Regions from separate parts of the Sus scrofa genome. Here region 2 is linked to region 1. Evidence: chromatin contacts called from public Hi-C data. All regions are on one chromosome and are shown on one strand. The core of a region is the stretch at or near the end of the contact, and the rest is flanking DNA. Distances in the headings are between cores, read along the strand shown. Region 1 holds the start of LOC110261129 (a long non-coding RNA gene). Region 2 has its middle 29 kb from the start of SERINC2.

Region 1 (6,091 bases), core at 339-2,838:
TGTCCTGAGACAGGCTGGGACCTAGGGCCTGGGAGCCTTTGCTGCAGTGGCTGCAATGTGTGCATCTGGACAAACATCTCAAGCAATGAAATACAAAGGAACTTTAAGAGACTAAAAATAACTGCATATGGAGTTCCTGGGTGGCTCAGTGGTAATAAACAAGACTAGGATCCATGAGTACGCAGGTTCGATCCCTGGACTTGCTCAGTGGGTTAAGGATCCAGCATTGCCGTGAGCTGTGACAGGGCTGGGATTCCGAGTTCCTGCGGCTGTGTTTTAAGCGGGCAGCTGCAGCTCCAATTTGACCCCTAGCCTGAGAACTTCCATATGCCTTGGGTGTGGCTCTAAAAAGACAAGAGAAATAAATAAATAACTGCATACATGTGCAGCTGGGGCAAATTATGGACAAGAAGACACACAAAAACTAAAAACCAAACTGCCACTTCTGAAGAGCCTAGAGCCACATCAGGGTACTACGCATGCTCCCTGCACAAAACACCACCATGGGGGTGGGCAGACCGCACAAGCCTTCCCCACCATCCCTGCCCCTACCCCCGCCCCCGGACTTGTCCCCATATAAGGCAAGAGTTCCCAGCTGCCACCTCCCCATACCCAGGGAACCAGCACACAAAGGAAACTGTTGCTTGTTTTGGCTCCTTCCTGCTGCAGCAGGGTTCCCCAAAAGCCTTGCCTGAATTTTCCTGTTTGGCCTCTTATCAATACCTATTGATTAGGGAGCCCGAGAGCTCTGGACAGTAACAGCTCCATGTGTTTCACGAGTCTCATTTATCACTGAAATCCTGCTCCAGGAAGAGTGCCCGGCAGGCATGAATAAATGGCATGAATGAATGACTCTAAACGATGAGTGTGTGAATATTGAATGTGCGGATGAGGGAGTGAATCTGTGCACTTCCCCAGCTTTAGGGACTCTGGGGTGAAACTCATTTGGGTTCCAGTCCTACCCCTGCTCCTTAGCTGGGTGGCCTCAGGCAAGTCCTGATCTCTCCTTTTGCAAAAAGCACAGCACCATCCCCACCTAGCTGGCCTCCCAAGGACTCTGGGAAGATAAGGTAGGATAAGTTTGGGAATGCAGTACAAAGGCTAATTGTTTATCTTCTCAGCCTACTCCCCTGGCTGCCCCTGGCCTTTTAAGCGCAAGACCCACATCCCTCGCTTAGGCAGCAGAGTCAGATCATTAACCCACAGTGAGGGTCCTGGGGATAGAACCTGCGCTGCTACAAAGACGCGACACCAGATCCTAAACCTGCTGCACCACAGTGGGAACTCCCACTCTGCCCTTCTGTGCTTTGAGGGGTGCCATGTTTCTCATTCGCTGTCTGCCTGGAATACTCTTCCTCCCCAGGCATTACTTTGTTAGTTAACTCCTGTTCACATCTCAGCTTTCAAAGGTAACCCTTCCTACAGGAAGCCCTGAATCGCCCTGTCAATGCACTTAGCCTGCTTTCATGGAGTCCACTTGTTTCAGCGTCTGTCTTCCCATCACACTGGAGAACCTGTGAGGGCTCCCTGCTATGTCCACAGAGCCTGGTGCTGGGCCAGGCAGAGATTTGCGGAGCAGACAAACAGTCTCTCAAACAAAGAAAGCCACTTGTCCTGGTCAATATTCTCTCTGTTTGAAAAGCCTCCTCCCTCTCTTGTCTACTGCTCTCAATTTTCCTCCTGCCAAAGTATCCTCTCATGTCCTCTTTCTTAAGCCATCCCTGAGGGCCACGAGACTGGGTAATTTCCAGAGTAAGTGGGGCCCCAAGTACACTCGGGGGAGTTGCCTTTCTGGGCATCTAGGTATAGTCCGAGTCTCCATGGAGTTCTCTTTAGGGATAGGACAGTTCCCAGGAAGTATTCAAACAAGATCCCAGACTTGGGCTGCCCCTGACTCCTACCCTAAACTACTCTATCGAAGGAAAAATTTGCCTCTGGGAAGTTCCCATCATGGCTCAGTGGAAACAAATCTGACTAGTGAAGATGCCGGTTCGATTCCTGGCCTCGCTCAGTGGGTTAAGGAGCCAGTGTTGCCGTGAGCTGTGGTGTAGGTGGCAGACGCGGCTCAGATCCCGAGTTGCTATGGCTGTGGTGTAGGCTGGCAGCTACAGCTCCGATTTGACTCCTAGCCTGAGACCCTCCATATGCTGTGAGTGCGGTCCTAGAAAAAAAAAGAAAAGAAAAAAAAATTGCCTCTGAAAAAATATAAAGGATATTTGATTAAGTATAATTAGAAAGGTAAACCTAAGGCTTACAAAACATCACATCACACCACCCTGAGTTCTGGGTCATGTTTGTGTGCCATGTGACCTGGCACTAACCAGATGGTTCAATGGTCATTCCCTCAAGTGCACTTCATTCAGGAGTAGCTTGCCCAAGATTCTGCAAAGTTTCAGGCAGCCCCAGGAGGCCTGATGAGCCTGGTTAGTGTGCACATGTGGCCGCTGTGTGTCTTTAGATGAGGAAAGCTGGCAAGACATGGCAAGGGGCCTGGTGGGGAGTAGGTGTTAGCTCCAGGAGTCTGGGGCCAGTAGTGTTCCAGGAAGCAGGTGAAAAGCCAAGGCTTTCAGCCTGGCTTGGCTTGTTGTTGCTTTTTTTTTTTTTTTTTTTTTTTTTTTGCTTTTTTAGGGCTGCACCCATGGTATATGGAAGTTTGCACCCACAGCCACAGCAACACGGGATCCGAGTCATGTCTGCAACCTACACCACAGCTCATGCAACGTCAGACCCTTAACCCACTGAGCAAGGCCAGGGATTGAACCTGCATCCTCATGGATACTGGTTGGTATTGTTACCACTGAGCCATGACGGGAACTCCTAGCTTGGGGTTTTTTAGGCACTTGGGATCTTGAGGCCGGCTGGGGGTCCCTGGGGAGCAGCATCCCTGGGCTCTGTAGTGAACAGAGACACTAAGTAGGAAATGGAAAGAGTCATTTGCAGGAAGAACTTGGTAGGCTGGGAGACAAGACTGGAGCCCATGGTGAGAGGTTTCCCCTTCGAGGGGTGGGAGGTGCAAGACCAAGACATTAGAAGGCGGGGATCAGAGTCAAGAGGGATGACGTCAGATAAGCAAGATTGTCCTCCCCACAACAGGGTAGCCCTGTGCAGGGGTCAGAGGAGTCCAGGGCAGTATCGGGAGGCAAGGGCTGGCTCTCCAAATGGCTGTCTCTGGTCACTTCCATGTGATGAGCCAGTGTATGCACTGTCAGGGGCAGGGGGCTGGATATGGAAAGACCACTGATAGATGGTTGGGAGACATACCATCTGCGTGAACTTGGCCAATCTCTGTGCCTGTTTCCTCCTCTGTGCCATGGAGGTAGTAATGTCTGCCTTTCAGGGCTGTGGGAAGAAATACATGAGATTGTGGTTATTGAGAATCTGCTGTAAAGTCGGGTGCAAAAAAAATATTGCTAACATCACTGCAGCCCTGAATAAGTGCCAAGCACTAGCCTTAGCAGTTTTCAGTCTTTTGACTCTTGAACTCCTAACAATAACCCAGTGATGTAGGCACTATTGTCCCCAACATTCATTTACACGTGAGAGTGAGGATTAGGATCCAGGCAGACTGGCTCTAGAGTTTGTATGACTTAACCACTATTCTGCATTATCTTTTCCTGTGACCATCTTTGCCCTGTCTTGCTCTGTGACTTTGGGCCAGTCTCTTCCCTTCAGTGTCCCCACCTCTATGGTAGGGATTGGGCCAGATGATCTCTTACCCTTCAAGCTTTGGGAGTTGGTAGTTCCGAAAGGGAACTTCCAAGTGGGCAAGAGGGCAAGGTGGAGCCAGAGTGAGGAAAGGACAAAATTTTCCAGCATCCCTGCCCTAGCCCTTAGTGGGTAGACTGGCAGGCTCCCCTTTGCCCTATAAGTTGTGAGGCCAATAGAGCAGGTGATGCTTAGTCTCAGCCTGAAATACTCGCTGGTCACTGGGGGTCACTAAAATCTGAGTGCCAGGAGTGCCTGAGGACAGGCAGACAGGGGACATTTGCTCTGGGAGAGCAGATCCCAGGGGGCAACAGGGCAACAGGGCCACTGGCTTCTGGAGTCACACCTCCTAGTTCCCACCCACCCACCCTGGGCCCCCACCTCCTCACTCAGGGTCAGTTTATCTGGGCACCAGGCCTGATCTGGGGCCCGGGATAGGGCTATTTCTAGATGTCCTCCTTGTCTCCTTGGCCTGGGCCTCCTGCCAACTCAGGGCACTCACACACATAGCGTGCACATGCACACACACAGACCCACTGCCTCTCACTCATTGAACTTGACTGCTGCTTGCTTGGTGCCTGACCCTGTGCAAGGTACGGACAACCAACAGATATCCCAGACTTGATGCTACCCTTTTGAGAGATGGGAGAACTGGATGCCTCCACAGATTATGACGATACAGGAAGACTATCACTGTCCCAGAGGGCTGTACACAGACCCGAAGACCAGAGCAGAAGCAGCTCATTCTGCCAGGAAGGTCAGGAAAGGCTTTATGTAGAAGATACCCTTTGGGAGTTCCCTGGTGGCTCAGCAGGTTAAGGATCCAGTGTTGTCACTGCTGTGGTTCAGCTTATTGCTATGGCTCGGGTTTGATCCTTGGCCTGGGAAGGATCAAACTGCATACTGAAGGTGTGACTCTCCCCCCACCCCGTCCCCAAAAAAGAAGAAGAAAATATTCTTTGGGCTGGGTCTTGAAGAATCCATCAGTGTCTGCCTTGTGTGGGGAGTGGAACTGAGAAGGCAGAGGAAGAGGGGATGGTTAAGCCTGGATGAGATTTTCCTGCTGAATGATCCGGGATGAGGGCAGAGGGTAGAAGTGGCAAGTGATAAGACTGAAGAATAAGAGCTCCCGTCATGGTGCAGCAGAAATGAATTCAGCTAGGCACCATGAGGTTGCAGGTTCGATCCCTGGCTTTGCTCAGTGGGTTAAGGATCCGGTGTTGCTGTGAGCTATGGTGTAGGTCGCAGACGTGGTTCAGATCTGGTGTGGCTGTGACATAGGCCGGCAGTGTAGCTTTGATTGGACCCCAAGCCTGGGAACATTCGTATGCCGAGGGTGCGGCCCTAACAAAAAAAAAAAAAAAAGAAAAAAAGAAAAAAGAAAGACCGAAGGATAGTTTAGAGCCAGAGAGGAAAAGGCCTTGCCCATCATGGAGGAGGCTGGCCTTTCTTCGCGAGGGAATGGAGAGCCATTGAAAGTTTGGGGCAAGGCAGGGCCAGGATCTGAGTCTTATTAAGGAAAGGGTTTTCTGGCTTTCGTGTAGAGGCTGGACCAGGGACTGGTTAGGAGGCTGTGGCAGCTGTCCCAGTCTGCTCATCCATGCCTGCGGCCAGCAGGAAGGGGAAGAGGAGAGGGGACATGCCTCTCCTAACTAAAGGCATGCTCTGGCAGCTGCACCCATCCCCTCTCTCTGGGTCAGGTGTCAGCTACTCCGCCCCAAGGCTGGGAGATAGTCATTATTTTGGATAGTGCCTGTAAGCTGAGAAAAAGGATAGGATGGGAGTTCCCGTCGTGACTCAGGGGTAACGAACCCAGCTAGAATTCATGAGGATGCAGGTTCAATCCCTGGCCTCACTCAGTGAGTTAAAGACCCTGCGTTGTGTGGCTTGGATCCTGTGTTTTTGTGGCTGTGGTGTAGGCCAGTAGCTGCAGTGCCAATTTGACCCCTAGCCTGGGAACGTCCATAGGCCATGGGTACGGCCCCAAAAAAGGCACACACACACCAAAAAAAAAAAAAAAAAGAAAGAAAGAAAGAAAGAAAGAAGAAAAGAAAAAGGAGAGAATGGATATCAGGGACCGGGAGGCCTCTGACATAATGGTTTGAAGTCTCTCTCTGAAATTGGACTTCCGGAGTCTTGCCTCAGCACTTACACAATTCCCAGCCGTTTGGGCAAATTATTAGCCCTCTCTGGGCCTCAGTTGTCTTCTGAGCTAACATACCAAGTCTTAGAGTCAAGCCTGGTGCATAGTGAGGCCTAGGGTTGTCTTTTGCCTCTTTGGTGTGGGGGAGTTGGGGGACACTTGTGTCCTGAGTTCCCTGGCAGAGCTGAGGCACCCATAGGGGCTGATGTATGGCTAGGGCACCCAGGACTATTTAGCCCCTTC
Region 2 (6,644 bases), core at 2,878-5,377, 67 kb after region 1:
CCACGACGGGAACTCCTCAGTGGTTTTCTTTTTTTTGTTGGTCTGATTTTGTTTTTCCTACCACCAGCCACTGTGTTTCTTCTGGCAGCTTGCTGTGTGGCGTGAAGAACGTGCATTTCAAAGCCAAGATCTTCTAGGTTTTTATCTCTGCTTTGCCCTGGTCTCCCTGGGTTTTGGTTTCCCCATCTGTAAAATGGGGATGGTGCCACGTTAGTGAAGGCATGTCTGTAAAGGCCCTGGCGCCACACTCAGCCCACTGTGGGAGCCAGAGAAAGGATGCCTCCTTTCTTTCCTGGCCATCAGTCTTCAGGGTTTGTGACAAAAGCCTAGGCCAACAAATCAGGGCACTTAGCCTTCCCTCTGCCTGCAGGGACACTTGCCCTTTGCTCCTCTGGAGGAGGGTGTGAATGACAGGTGGCAGGATGTGGGGAAAAACAATGATAACAGGAGCCAGTATTTACTGAATGGTTTCTGTGTCCCCAGGCTGGAGCAAGGAGCTTTAATGCCAACAGAGCAAGTGGGTTAGTGCACAGGGAAAGAAATTCTTAAAATGAAAGGAAGATGGGGACTTGACTCCCCACTCCTCTCTGATCCCCAGTCTAAATTAGCCCCCCCCCATTCTCTTAGTTTTCTTAGAAACTGTATTTCTCCGAACAGCCTTTATTGCTGTGTGGGATGGTGTAACCCTCTCTGTGATGATCACTGCATTGTCTGACTCCCCCTAAGGTCAAGGAGGACGAGAACCTACTCTTGTTAATTATCATTTTCCTGGTGCCTAGAACACGCCTGATGAAGAGATAATGACACATGGCATATAAAAGTTCCTGGGCCAGGGACTGAATCCAATTGAATCGGAGCCACACCTGCAACCTACCACCCAGGCTGGGGATTGAACCCACACCTCAGCAGCTACTAGAGCGGCTGAAGTTGGACTCCTAACCCACTGTGCCATGGTGGAAACCCCCAAGGTTCCTGTTGTTTTAAACACAGCAGTGGCCAAACCAGACATGCACTCAGGTTTCCAGTTGGTGACCTCTGAACTCCATAGCCTGGACCTCCCCACCTCTGGCACTTAACCCCTCACCAAGGAGCTCCAGCTCCTGGGTGGTCCTGTCCTCTCACTGCAGAACCATGTGGGCCTCTGCCCTGGTCACTCTCCCTGTGCTCTTCCCCCATCAGCCCCTTCCTCTCACCCTGCACATTTGAAACGGGAGGGAAGGAGGCAGGGCACAAACCTTGAAAGAATGACAGAGTCCTTCAGGATATGGTAAGAACTGTTTACAACCAACTAGGTCCAAGGTGGTTTATGATTTGACTTTCAGTGGACCTGGAGTTTCGTTATATGCTCATTGTAATACCCTGGCATATACTGAATGACACAGCATCCACAGGCACCGTGACAGTTCTGAGACAGAAGGCCAAAAAGTGAGTGGTGGCCCAATTCCTGGAAACCCCCTCCTCTTCCCAGAAATAGTTGAATTAATCCTCCCACTCATCAGCCTATGAAATCGCCAGCCCAGAAAAACTCACTACCCTGCATTTCAGGGCCTCTTGCCTTTGAGATGGCCCACACTCTGTCTCTCCGTAAAGCTGCTTCTTCCCTATCACTTTGCCGCTCACTGAATTCTTTCTGTGCTGAGACATCCACGGCACTTCAGTACGTCCCCGGGACTAGGTGTGTGAATTTAATTAAAAACAACAAAAAAAAAAACCAATGAGTTCAAGTCCCAGTCTGGGATTTGGCCGGGTTTGAGTCCTGGCCCATGGGTTCAAGTACCGATCTGAGTCTTAGCTGGGTTAGAGTCCCAGCACGTGAGTTCAAGTTCCAAACTGAGGTGTACGGTTTTACATTCAGTACCTGAACCCAAGTCTCTCAACCCAAGCCCAGGGCTCCCTCAACCACTGCTATCAACTCTCCATCCCCTTTGCCTTCTCACAGCTGCTCCAGAATCAACCAATATTCATTCAGATGGTCAGTCAGTCAATCAACTAACCTTTGCCCTGGTAGAGGGAACACAGTCCGCCCGACCACCTTCACTTTATTTTATTTATTTATTTATTTTTGGTCTTTTTGTCTTTTCTAGGGCTGCTCCTGCGGCATATGGAGGTTACCAGGCTAGGGGTCAAATCGGAGCTGTAGCGGCTGGCCTAGGCCAGAGCCACAGGAATGCCAGATCCGAGCCATGTCTGTGACCTACACCACAGCTCACAGCAATGCCAGATCCTTAACCCACTGAGCAAGGCCAGGGATCGAACCTGCAACCTCATGGTTCCTAGTGGGATTCATTAACCACTGAACCACGATGGGAACTCCTCCACTTTATTTTATATTATAGTCAATTCACGACATGCTGATTTCTGCTATATGGCAAAGGGACCCACTCATACATACATATACATTCCCTTTTTATATTATCTTCCATTATGATCTATCCCAAGAGATTGGATACAGTTCCCTGTGCTATACAGCAGGACCTCATTGTGTATCCATTCTAAATGTAATAGTTTGCATTCACTAACCCTGAACTCCCAGTCCGTCCCCCTCCCCCTTCCCTCCACCTTGGCAACCACGAGTCTGTGCTCTACGTCTGTGAGTCTGTTTCTGTTTTGTAGATAGGTTCATTTGTGCCATATCTTATTTTTATTTATTTATTTGTTTATTTATTTTGATTTTTAGGGCCACACCCGTGGCATATGGAGGTTCCCAGGCTAGGGGTCAAATCAGAGCTATGGCTGCCGGCCTACGCCACAGATCTGAGCTGTGTCTGTGACCTACACCACAGCTCTCGGCAACGCTGGATCCTTAATCCACTGATCGAGGCCAGGGATTGAACCTGTAACCTCATGGTTCCTAGTTGGATTTGTTTCTGCTGCACCACTACGGGAACTCCCTGTGCTGTATTTTAGATTGCACATATAAGCGGTATCATATGGTATTTATCTTTCTGACTTACTTTCCTTAGTATGAGAATCTCTAGTTGCATCCATGTTGCTGTGAGTGACATTATTTCATTCTTTTTAATGGCTGAATAGTATTCCACTTACTGAGGATTTCTTATGTGCTGCAGAACAGGCTCAGCCATTTCCATGCATTATCTCATCTAACTCTCCCTCCTTTTCCACAAGGAAGAAATATTCATGGCCTCGTTTTATGTGTGAGAAAACCAAGGCGAGGAGAGGTTTGTAACTCACCCAAGACACACAGCTGATAAAGGGCTCGGCCTAGGATTTGGACACAGGTCTGGGTGACATCTAAGCCCACCCTCTCTGCTATCCTGCCTCCTATATTATAAAATCATGGGTTTGGATTTAAAGAGTGAAAAATTAATGAAGGAAAACCTCCCTAAGGTGGAGCCAGAGGCCAGAAGGGGGAACTCTATGAAAGTCCACTAGGCATTAATACAGATCCCAGCGGGAAGAAACAAACACAAAAACCAAAAACCCCAAACAAAACCCCAAACCCAACCAAAACCACAAACCCATAGGAAGAGACATACCTTGCATCTCCAGCAGGAAGTGAACTACTTTACAGCCTTCAGCAGGAGGAAGAAAGATTTTCTCCTCCACTGGCAACAGCTTAACCAGTGAGAGCTTGTCACAGCTCAGCCAATGAAAAGCTGCTATACTTCAAAATCCCAGCTTTCTCCAATAGACCTTTTGTTTATAACAGCCCCTTCCGACTTCCCCTTCTCTATATAAGGTTTCCTCTCCTTTACTGGACTTGGATGTGGTCTTCCACAGTTCCAATTCTTTGCTGCTCCCAGATAAACCTGTTTTGCTGGTAAAAAAACAGGCTTGTTTATTGTTTCAGGTTAACAAAATATATTGCATTCAAAATCTGGGCTCAGCCACTGAGGGGCTGCATAAGTTTGGCCAAGTCAGGGATCCTCTCTGAGTCTCAGTTTCCTTGTTGACAACAGTTAGGATGGCTCCTCCGTGCCCCCTCCCTCCCTCTGGCCTCTTGATTGTTCACCTGACTCACCCAGAGGACTGGGCATTGCTGGAGGGAGGCATTATAACCTACGTGTTCATCCGCCTCCCACCGCCACCTGCCACACTGCCCGGCTCACAGCAGGTGTCTGTAAATATTTGCTATCGTTGAGGTACCGCAGAGCCTGCCCCAGAAGGACCAGAGACGAGTCCTGCTGAGCAAGGGAAAGGCAGCGCCCCCTGGCGTCTTGGTGACCGGGCGCCCAGTACAGGAGGATCCTTCAGGTGAAACCCTCCCTGAGCACCTGGTCACCAAGTGAAGAACAGAGGCCTTACCCCTTGGGGACCTGGTTGGGTTTAGGCCAATGCTTCAACTTGCAGTATGGCCTTAGGTGAGGACATGAATTCCTCTGGCTTTGTTTTCCCTACTAGTGAAAGTAAGGAGGTAGAACTAGACCACTGGACAGTTAAAGCCTGTTCTCCTAGCTTGGCTGAAGGACTCTCAGGAGCTCTGGTACAGGTCCTCACAGAGGAAGTGTCTGTGATGGTCTTTTTTTTTTCCCTCTTTTTTTAGGGCTGCTCCCATGGCATATGGAGGTTCCCAGGCCAGGGGTCCAATCAGAGCTACAGCTGCCAGCCTACACCAGAGCCATAGCAACTTGGGATCCGAGCCATGTGTGCGACCTACACCACAGCTCACGGTAATGCCAGATCCTTAACCCACCTAATCGAGGCCAGGGACCAAACCCGCAACTTCATGGTTCCCAATCGGATTCGTTTCCTCTGTGCCACGCCGGGAACTCCGTGTGATGGTCTTTTTGATAATGCCTCCTTCTCTCCGGTCTTGATGTCTGCTACTCCTCCAAATGCCCCCCCATCACACACATGCACACAAATGTGTACACATGCATACACACACATTCACACAAGCACAAACACACATACATGCAAACATGTCCATAGCACTTGTACATGCACAGACAGACACGTGTGCACACAAGGCACACACATGCACCTGCATGGTGATGCATACAGCAGACAGTCCCTCAGTATCCATTTGCTCTTCCTCTCTGGGTCTGCCTTTCGGCAGAGCTGGAAAAATGAAAACACATTTCCCAAACTCCCTTTCACTCAGAGCTTGAGTTCTGGGTGTGACTTAGCTTCAGCCAATTGGAGACGCTTACATGACCTTTGGAAGGGAGACGTAAGTTTCTGCTGACAAGCGTTGTTTGCACATATTTGTTCTTGTCTATGGCCCTTTCTAGTGTGTAGGTATCAGGTTCAGGTAGGGTGAGAGGTGGGGCTGGGCAGCTGCTGCTGGTGGGTCTGCTGGCAATGCCAATCCATTGTGACAGGCACAGCATGGCTCTGCAGGGGTGGCAGCAAGAGCTCCCTGATCCTGGTGGCTTCAGCAGGGGTGGTGAGGATCTGGAGCCAGGGGCAGCTCTCTTGGGAACCAGCTTCCATGGTGTGATTCTGGGAGTCAGTGCTGAAAGCTCAATCTAAAATTTGTTTCTTTCAGGTCTCCTGATTTTCTTTTTCTTTTTTTTAAAGATAGCTTGATTGCTTTGCTAGGCAAAGGGGGCCACAGCAGGCTAATGCCTTAAAGACTGTGCCCCCCCCATTTTTAAGATCTCCTGATTTTTTATAACATAGAACACTCTGTAATAGATTCCTTCCTGTTTAAACTAGGTTGAATACTTTCTGTTCTCTGCAGGTCCTAAATCTTAGCTTCAGGATCACCAAGCTAGACTGAATTCTAGTTAGGTGCTTTCCATTATACAGTTACATCTGACATTTGACTAGTGTCCGTTCTCTCAGAGCCTGGACTAAATGCACATCCTCTCAACAGTTTATTTAGCCTCATCAAGTGTAGGCTCTGGTCTTGGTGCTGGAACACCTTCCCACTGAAAATTAATAGGGAAACCTCGCTGAAATGGAGTTGAGAGGCCAGAAGGGGGAGCTCTTGAAGTACCACTCCAGTTCAAATTACAGAGCCTATCTGAAAAATCAACACAGAAGAATCATCAAATCGGAGTTCCCGTCTTGGCTCAGTGGTTAACGAATCTGACTAGGAACCATGAGGTTGTGGGTTCAATCCCTGGCGTTGCTCCGTGGGTTAAGGATCTGGTGTTGCCGTGAGTTGTGGTGTAGGTCGCAGACACAGCTTGGATCTGGCGTAGACCAGTGGCTACAGCTCCGTTTCTACAGCTCCGTTTCAACCCCTAGCCTGGGAACCTCCATGTGCCGTGGGAGTAGCCTAAGAAATGGTAAAAGACAAAAAAAAAAAAAAAAAAAAAAAAAGAAAAAAAAGAATAATCAAATCATCAATTACAGGCTGCAACAGGAAAAGATATACATTGCATCTCCTGCAAGAAATCAACTACCCCACCAACTCAGCCAATGAGAAACCATCATCACCCTGAACTCTCAGTTTTCTCCAATGAATTTTAGTTCAAAACAACCCCTCTCAACTTTCTCCTTTATCTCTATAAATAAGATTAGATTGTATTCCTTGCCTTTGTTTGTCTTTCTTGTCTGTGGTATTTGTTGTGGCTTGCTTTTCTGGAATTGCAGTTATCTGCTAGTTTCAAATAAACCCACTTTTGCTATTAAAATAATTGACTTTAATTTTTAATTTTAAATTTATTTTGGCTGCACCCATGGCATATGGAAGTTCCCAGGCCAAGGACTGAATCTGAGCTGGAGCTGTG

Evidence for each region. Hi-C and Micro-C count contacts between places; a contact is called where the count stands out from the background.
Region 2: a Hi-C map of liver shows a contact between it and region 1, with 6 times the contacts expected there. The contact joins two enhancer-like sites. A contact is called at or near these places in 3 of 47 Hi-C or Micro-C datasets (embryonic fibroblasts, liver and retroperitoneal adipose tissue).

The regions. Positions count from the first base shown.
Region 1 is chr6:87,956,318-87,962,408 of Sscrofa11.1, forward strand. LOC110261129 (a long non-coding RNA gene) reads left to right here and starts at 4,195. Exons shown (of 3, transcript XR_002344960.1): 1 at 4,195-4,462. Within about 2 kb of position 1,589, at least 6 of the 83 cell types and tissues checked have an H3K27ac peak or open chromatin away from gene starts, as enhancers often do. A contact at or near this core is called in liver, where this site is marked.
Region 2 is chr6:88,021,159-88,027,802 of Sscrofa11.1, forward strand. No RefSeq gene overlaps it. Among named protein-coding and RNA genes, the nearest start is that of SERINC2, 29 kb to the left of the region's middle. Within about 2 kb of position 4,128, at least 14 of the 83 cell types and tissues checked have an H3K27ac peak or open chromatin away from gene starts, as enhancers often do. A contact at or near this core is called in liver, where this site is marked.